2 separate regions of the Zea mays genome follow, and region 1 is linked to region 2. Evidence: chromatin contacts called from public Hi-C data. All regions are on one chromosome and are shown on one strand. Each heading gives the region's core, a stretch centred on a gene start, on an enhancer-like site or on the middle of the called end of the contact. The rest is flanking DNA. Distances are from core to core; before and after follow the strand shown.

Region 1 (2,934 bases), core at 354-2,853, 600 kb after region 2:
TCGAACCAAATATATGATATACGTATATCATCATGGTGCTAATGGCTCGACATAATTTGGCATATCAATCATAATTGGTATCATTCTTAGGGCAGCTAACTTTTGGCGAGATTGGTTTTGGTACAAATTAAATAGTTAATCTATAAGGTGGCTATCTACTCAATATTTCAGTCAAAAAAAGTATATATAATCTGTAGTGCTCACCGTGCAGAATAAATCAACAATAAGATGGTGTGTCGTCGCAACGCACGAGTATAAAGTGAGAGGAGAAAGGCATTAGGATATTTATTTAAGCCTAATGATATTTAAATATTTTTAAAGAGGCAAAATATGTTACGTTTAAGTAAATGTATATAATAAAATAATAATGTTAATATTAAATCAGTATCATTATATTTTTATAGCGCATAAATCTTTATGATTCTTTGTACACCCTTCGTCTCATAATATAATTCGTTTTACACTAATTATACATTCATTAAAAAACATATGAATGTAAATTTGCATATATGTCTATATTTATTACAATTTGAATGAACGTGGACAAAAAAAAGTGGACTAGAAAGAACTATATTTTAGGACGGTTGGATTATTTGTTTGCATAGTATTTATAGTACTGAAAATTATTGCAGTTTTTAATTTACTATATTTTCATAATACAGCTATTCGAAATATAGTTATCTATAATTTTCTGTCTTAGACAGTTTGCTTCAAAACAGTTAGGCTAGTTTGGAAACCACATTTTTCTAACGTGGCGTTTGGATCCCTTCATTTTAAAGGAATTGGAATTCACTCAATAAAGTAACTTATTTAGTTTGGAATTTGGCATTCCACCACTTTCCAAAGTTCAGATATAAGCTTATCTCAAATTCATAGGGTGGAAGATAGGAAATGATTTTATTCATGATTAGAATTTGTTTCTAATCTATAACTTATATGACACTCTTCGTTTTACTCCTCTATAGTAAAAATGTAGCACATAAATATGTAGGACATCTTGCTAATAATAGTATACAAATATATTTCATATAAAAGTGAATTAGCTTAATTGATATATATCTAAATTACTATTATTAGAATGGAATTCAATTCCAGTGATCCAAACGGGGCGTAAGAGATTTTCATTTTCTCAAGTAAAATTAGTACATTTTTTCTTGGAAAAATATAAATCGCTTTAGAAAATGGAGTTCCAAAGGTAGCCATTAGAATTGCTTCCCCCTCCCCCTAGTATGGCACAGTACTAGAAATGTGAAAGAAAAAGAAAAGGGGTCCGTGCGTGGTTTTGGTTTCTACACGAGGAGTCCGTGCCATGACCTCTTCGCCGTCGACGACAAAGGTCCAGATAAGACCGGCTGGGCTCCCTCTCCCCCGGCCGGGTTCGCCGTCGTCATCGGCGCCGGCAACCAACGCAGCCAGGTCAACGGGAGATGCGCAGGGGATTCGCATGAGAAAGGTTCTGATGATCCAATTCTCGCGTTGGTCAATGTTGTTCAGATTCGTCAGACCTGTAGAATACAGAGAGAAATCCGAGGTCTTTTTCTCTCTTAATAAATAAATGAATATACAGAGTACTGATAATACGTGCCGGAACGAACCTTCGTAATAGACGCAGACGCAGACCATCTTCCTCTCGATGCCGCCTCCTTTCTTACACCTGACGTCCTCCCTGACCTCTATATAGACGGGCGCCGAGCGCGAGCTCGGCGGCACATCACCCAGCCACTCCAGCGGTCCAGCCAGCCACAAGGCAGCTGCTTCATGTGCACCTACACTACCTAGTCGCAGTCGGCACCTCTTCCTCCTTCGGCGACGCGAGCTGAGCGGTCCTGACGAGCAAGGCGCCATGGCCATCCGCGAGAGCTCCCAGATGCCGGAACTGCTCCGGCTCCCTCTGCCGCCGCCGGCGACGACGGGGAGCCCGTACTCTGTGTGCTTGAGCGTGCCGGCGTCGCCGTCGGGGCTGCACCTCGGCGTGTGCGCGTCCGTCCGCAGCGTGGCGCCGGCTCCACAGCCACAGCCGGCAGAGGACCAGCAGCTGCTGCAGAACCAGGCGCGGTACCACTCGCAGCCGACGCTGACGATCCGGACCGAGGAGCCGCCGCCGCTGCAGCGGGTGCGCACCGTGTCGCGCAGCGACAGCGCGCGCGACCGCCGCTTCGACCACTTCAAGACCTTCTCCGGCCGCCTGGAGCGGCAGCTGTCCAACCTCCGCGGGGTGGTGCCCGTGGACATCGAGCCCGCCGGCGCCGACTCTACCTCGAACAAGATCATCTCCGAGGAGGAGACCGACGACGACGACGAGGTCCCCAGCGCGGACCGCTACTTCGCCGCCCTGGAGGGCCCCGAGCTGGAGACGCTGAGACCGACAGAGGTGTCGGCGCTGCCCGAGGACGAGACGTGGCCGTTCCTGCTGCGGTTCCCGATCAACGCGTTCGGGATGTGCCTGGGCGTGAGCAGCCAGGCCATGCTGTGGAAGACGCTGCAGTCGGAGCCGTCCACGGCGTTCCTCCACGTGAGCCCCGCCGTGAACCACGTGCTCTGGTGGGTCTCCGCCTCGCTTATGGCGCTCGTCTCCTTCATCTACCTCTTCAAGGTCGTGTTCTACTTCGAGGCGGTCCGGCGCGAGTTCCACCACCCGATCCGCGTCAACTTCTTCTTCGCGCCGTGGATCGCCTGCCTCTTCCTCGTCAAGGGCCTGCCGCACCCGGTGTGGACCATCCACCACGTGGTGTGGTACATCCTCATGGCGCCCATCTTCCTCCTCGACCTCAAGATCTACGGCCAGTGGATGTCCGGCGGCGCCCGGCGGCTGTCCAAGGTGGCCAACCCGACCAACCACCTCGCCGTCGTGGGCAACTTCGTGGGCGCGCTGCTGGGCGCCAAGATGGGGCTTCGCGAGGTGCCCATCTTCTTCTTCGCCGTCGGGGTGGTGCA
Region 2 (2,839 bases), core at 319-2,818:
AGCAGGCGGTCGAGGCTGCGGTTGGGCATGTAGTCGTAGACTAGCATGAGCTCCTCCCCGGCGCGCACGCACCAGCCGCGGAGGCGCACCAGGTTGCGATGCCGCAGCCTGGCCACGGCCGCGAGCTCGGCCAGGAACGACTTGTCGCTGCGGGCGCCCGCGCTGCTGGCTGCGACGCACTTGACGGCCACCGTGGTGCCGTCGCTGGGCAGAACGGCGCGGTACACCCGGCCGAATCCCCCGCTGCCGAGTACCTCCGCGTCGCTGAACCCGCGCGTCCCGATGTAGAGCTCCGAGTAGCTGAATATCCTGGGCCCGCCGCCCGCGAGCTGCTTCCTGCCGGCGACGTCGTCGACCACGCCGGCGATGTCCTCGAACGCCGCCGCCTTTTCCGAAGAGTCGTCGTGCCACCGGCCGGCGCCGCGGCAGCAGGGCCGGGGCCGCCAGCGGCGGAGGCACGACAACAGGCGGACGGCCGTGGTGCGGGCGTACGACCCGGCCGTCTCGAGTTCCAGGGACGCCACCCTAGCCGGGCTGCGCCGCGCCGGCCCCTCCGGGTGGGACGCCGGTGGGACGGCCTCGTCGGCGTCCATCGGCAGCACGAAGCAGAGACGGCGCAGCGACAACGACGACGACATGGCCGGGCACCGGACAGGCAGGCAGTGCTAAATGCTAACTATGGAGTGGCTAGCGATTAGCTAGTGCAACTCCCACTCATGGTAAGCGGTGGTGGTGCGCTTAGTGCGCGTGGGGGAAGGAAATTAAAAGCGCAAGCACGGGGTGGAGGCTTCCATTCCACTGAGCGTTGGAAACCTGGAACGGATGAATTGGGATAGGGAACGGAGGTGGGTTTACGGGTGTGAAGGGACCGCCCCTGGGCAGGTGGGGAAGATGGCCAAAAGCCAAGCTCTGTGGCGTGTGCACGGCGGCGATAGTAACGTGAGCTGTGAGGTGGGCGTGCTGGTAGGTGGCTCTCTATCGCGGTTGACTTGGCATGCAGGTGGAGCCGGAGTTCCCGCCAAAAGGAAGGGGCGTCACCGTCCCGTCTTCCTCGTCTTTCACCGCCTTGCCGCGATGGAATGGAATACGTAATCGACCGCCAAAAAAAAAAAAGGAGCGTCACCCTCTGACTCATCTTTCATATCCACACTTTTTTAATCCCAATACGTACTTCCTCTATTTTAAATCAAAAACACAGGACGTTTTCGTATTTTATATAATTTTTATTATGCACTAAGATACACATGTGTTTGGATATATAGTAAAAACAGTATATTTATGTATACATAAGCTAAAAAAACTTATAGTTATAGTTTAGAACCAAGTGAATAGGAATACAAAGCGTGTCTAACCGCGAGTAATACTGATACAACAAGAGGAATAGGTTTTGTTGGGCCTGTTCACTGCTGTCGTTTGCACAGTAACTTCTCCTGATCCTCGGCCTTCAAGAAGCCGTCGAGGCCTGCACAGCCCACCTCGGGATTGGCTGAAGGCCCATCAAGCCCGCGAGTCCGAGTCGCGGCCTTCCCGTTTCCTTCCCAAAAGGGTCCTCATCGTCCTCTCCCGTCCGAGTGCCCTAGTAACCCTAGCCGCCTGAGGCCGACGCCAACTCTCTCCTGACCGCAACGGGGAACTCGCCCCCCGCCTCCGCCACCGCGCCGGTCGCCGACCCACTCAGATGAACACGTCTCCGTCCAGATACAGGTACGCTTCGGCTGCACCTGCACCTCTCTCTTCCCCCTTCAATTCCGCCGTAGAATCTTCCTTCCCCCTGACCCTGAACCCTAGTACCAACCTTTTTCTCCGGGACCCGAAACAGTCCATCCGGCTCGTCGAAGCTTCGTTCGTTAGGTTTGTCTTTCGCGTGGTGGGTGGGAAACTGGGAATCCACAGCGGTATCCGCCCCTGGTGGTGTGGTGCTCCAACGATCTGCCGCTCTATGCGATTCGTCCTATAAGATAAGAGTGCTCATGGGAAATTACCGGGCACCGAAACACCCCAGCACGATTCTGTGCTGGGTAGATTTATTGTGTACCGGTTGATTAGTTGGCAGGATTTTATTCGTATCGAAAAATATTATTATAGACAATTGATGACATAATACTGCCATTCATTCTACTCTGTTACCACACAGCATGTGGTCCTCGATTAATACTTGCATCCAGTCTACTCTACTGTCACACATTGCATACACAGCTTTGACATTTTTCTTTGTCTTGCTCTTCATCCAGTGACAAATCTCTGTTGGGTTCCCCTTTAGAACCGCTGTATGGTGAACTGATGTAATCATGTAAAACGAACAAGGGGACATATTTTATGCTCATGAAACCTTCGTGCTCATATTTGCATTTTAAATCTGGTGCGTTTATGAGCAATCCAACGTTAAGGTGAGAGATTGAGAGGTGATAAATGGACAATTGTCATCAAAGCTAAGATACGAGGGGGTAAATAAAAGTTATCGATCGCCGTTGGATTGCTTATAGACACACCAGATTTTAAGTGTTCATATGATCGTAGAGACTATGTGAACACACGATACATTCCCAACGAACAAATATATTATCCTAGGAAATTTTAGCTACAGAGTCAGCATTGATATTCTGATGCACTGAAACATGAACTTAAGTGCTCAGAGAAAACTCCCCAGTCATTGATAAAAAATTGCCTTTACTTATATGTTGCCAACAGTAACTTTATTGGGGCACAAATTTCACTGCGCTTTGCTTGTTTAGTATCCTTTCTGTCAATCCTATTATTATTTCTTTCCTCCGCAGTTATATTTACATTCAGGTTATTATTTGAAATTGGGATTGAGAGATGGGGGTTGTTCTCCTTTCTT

What was found. Hi-C and Micro-C count contacts between places; a contact is called where the count stands out from the background.
Region 1: a contact with region 2 is called in a Hi-C map of bundle sheath, with 2.9 times the contacts expected there. The contact joins the promoter of LOC103637029 here to the promoter of LOC100282455 in region 2. A contact is called at or near these places in 2 of 25 Hi-C or Micro-C datasets (bundle sheath and leaf).

What each region holds. Positions count from the first base shown.
Region 1 is chr8:76,971,729-76,974,662 of Zm-B73-REFERENCE-NAM-5.0, forward strand. LOC103637029 (S-type anion channel SLAH2) reads left to right here and starts at 1,604. Exons shown (of 2, transcript XM_020542562.2): 1 at 1,604-2,934. The coding sequence starts at 1,844.
Region 2 is chr8:76,372,251-76,375,089 of Zm-B73-REFERENCE-NAM-5.0, forward strand. It overlaps LOC100282455, which reads left to right and starts at 1,569. Exons shown (of 2, transcript NR_178050.1): 1 at 1,569-1,704. LOC109941412 (receptor like protein kinase S.2) reads right to left here and starts at 850. Exons shown (of 1, transcript NM_001412149.1): 1 at 1-850. The coding sequence starts at 638.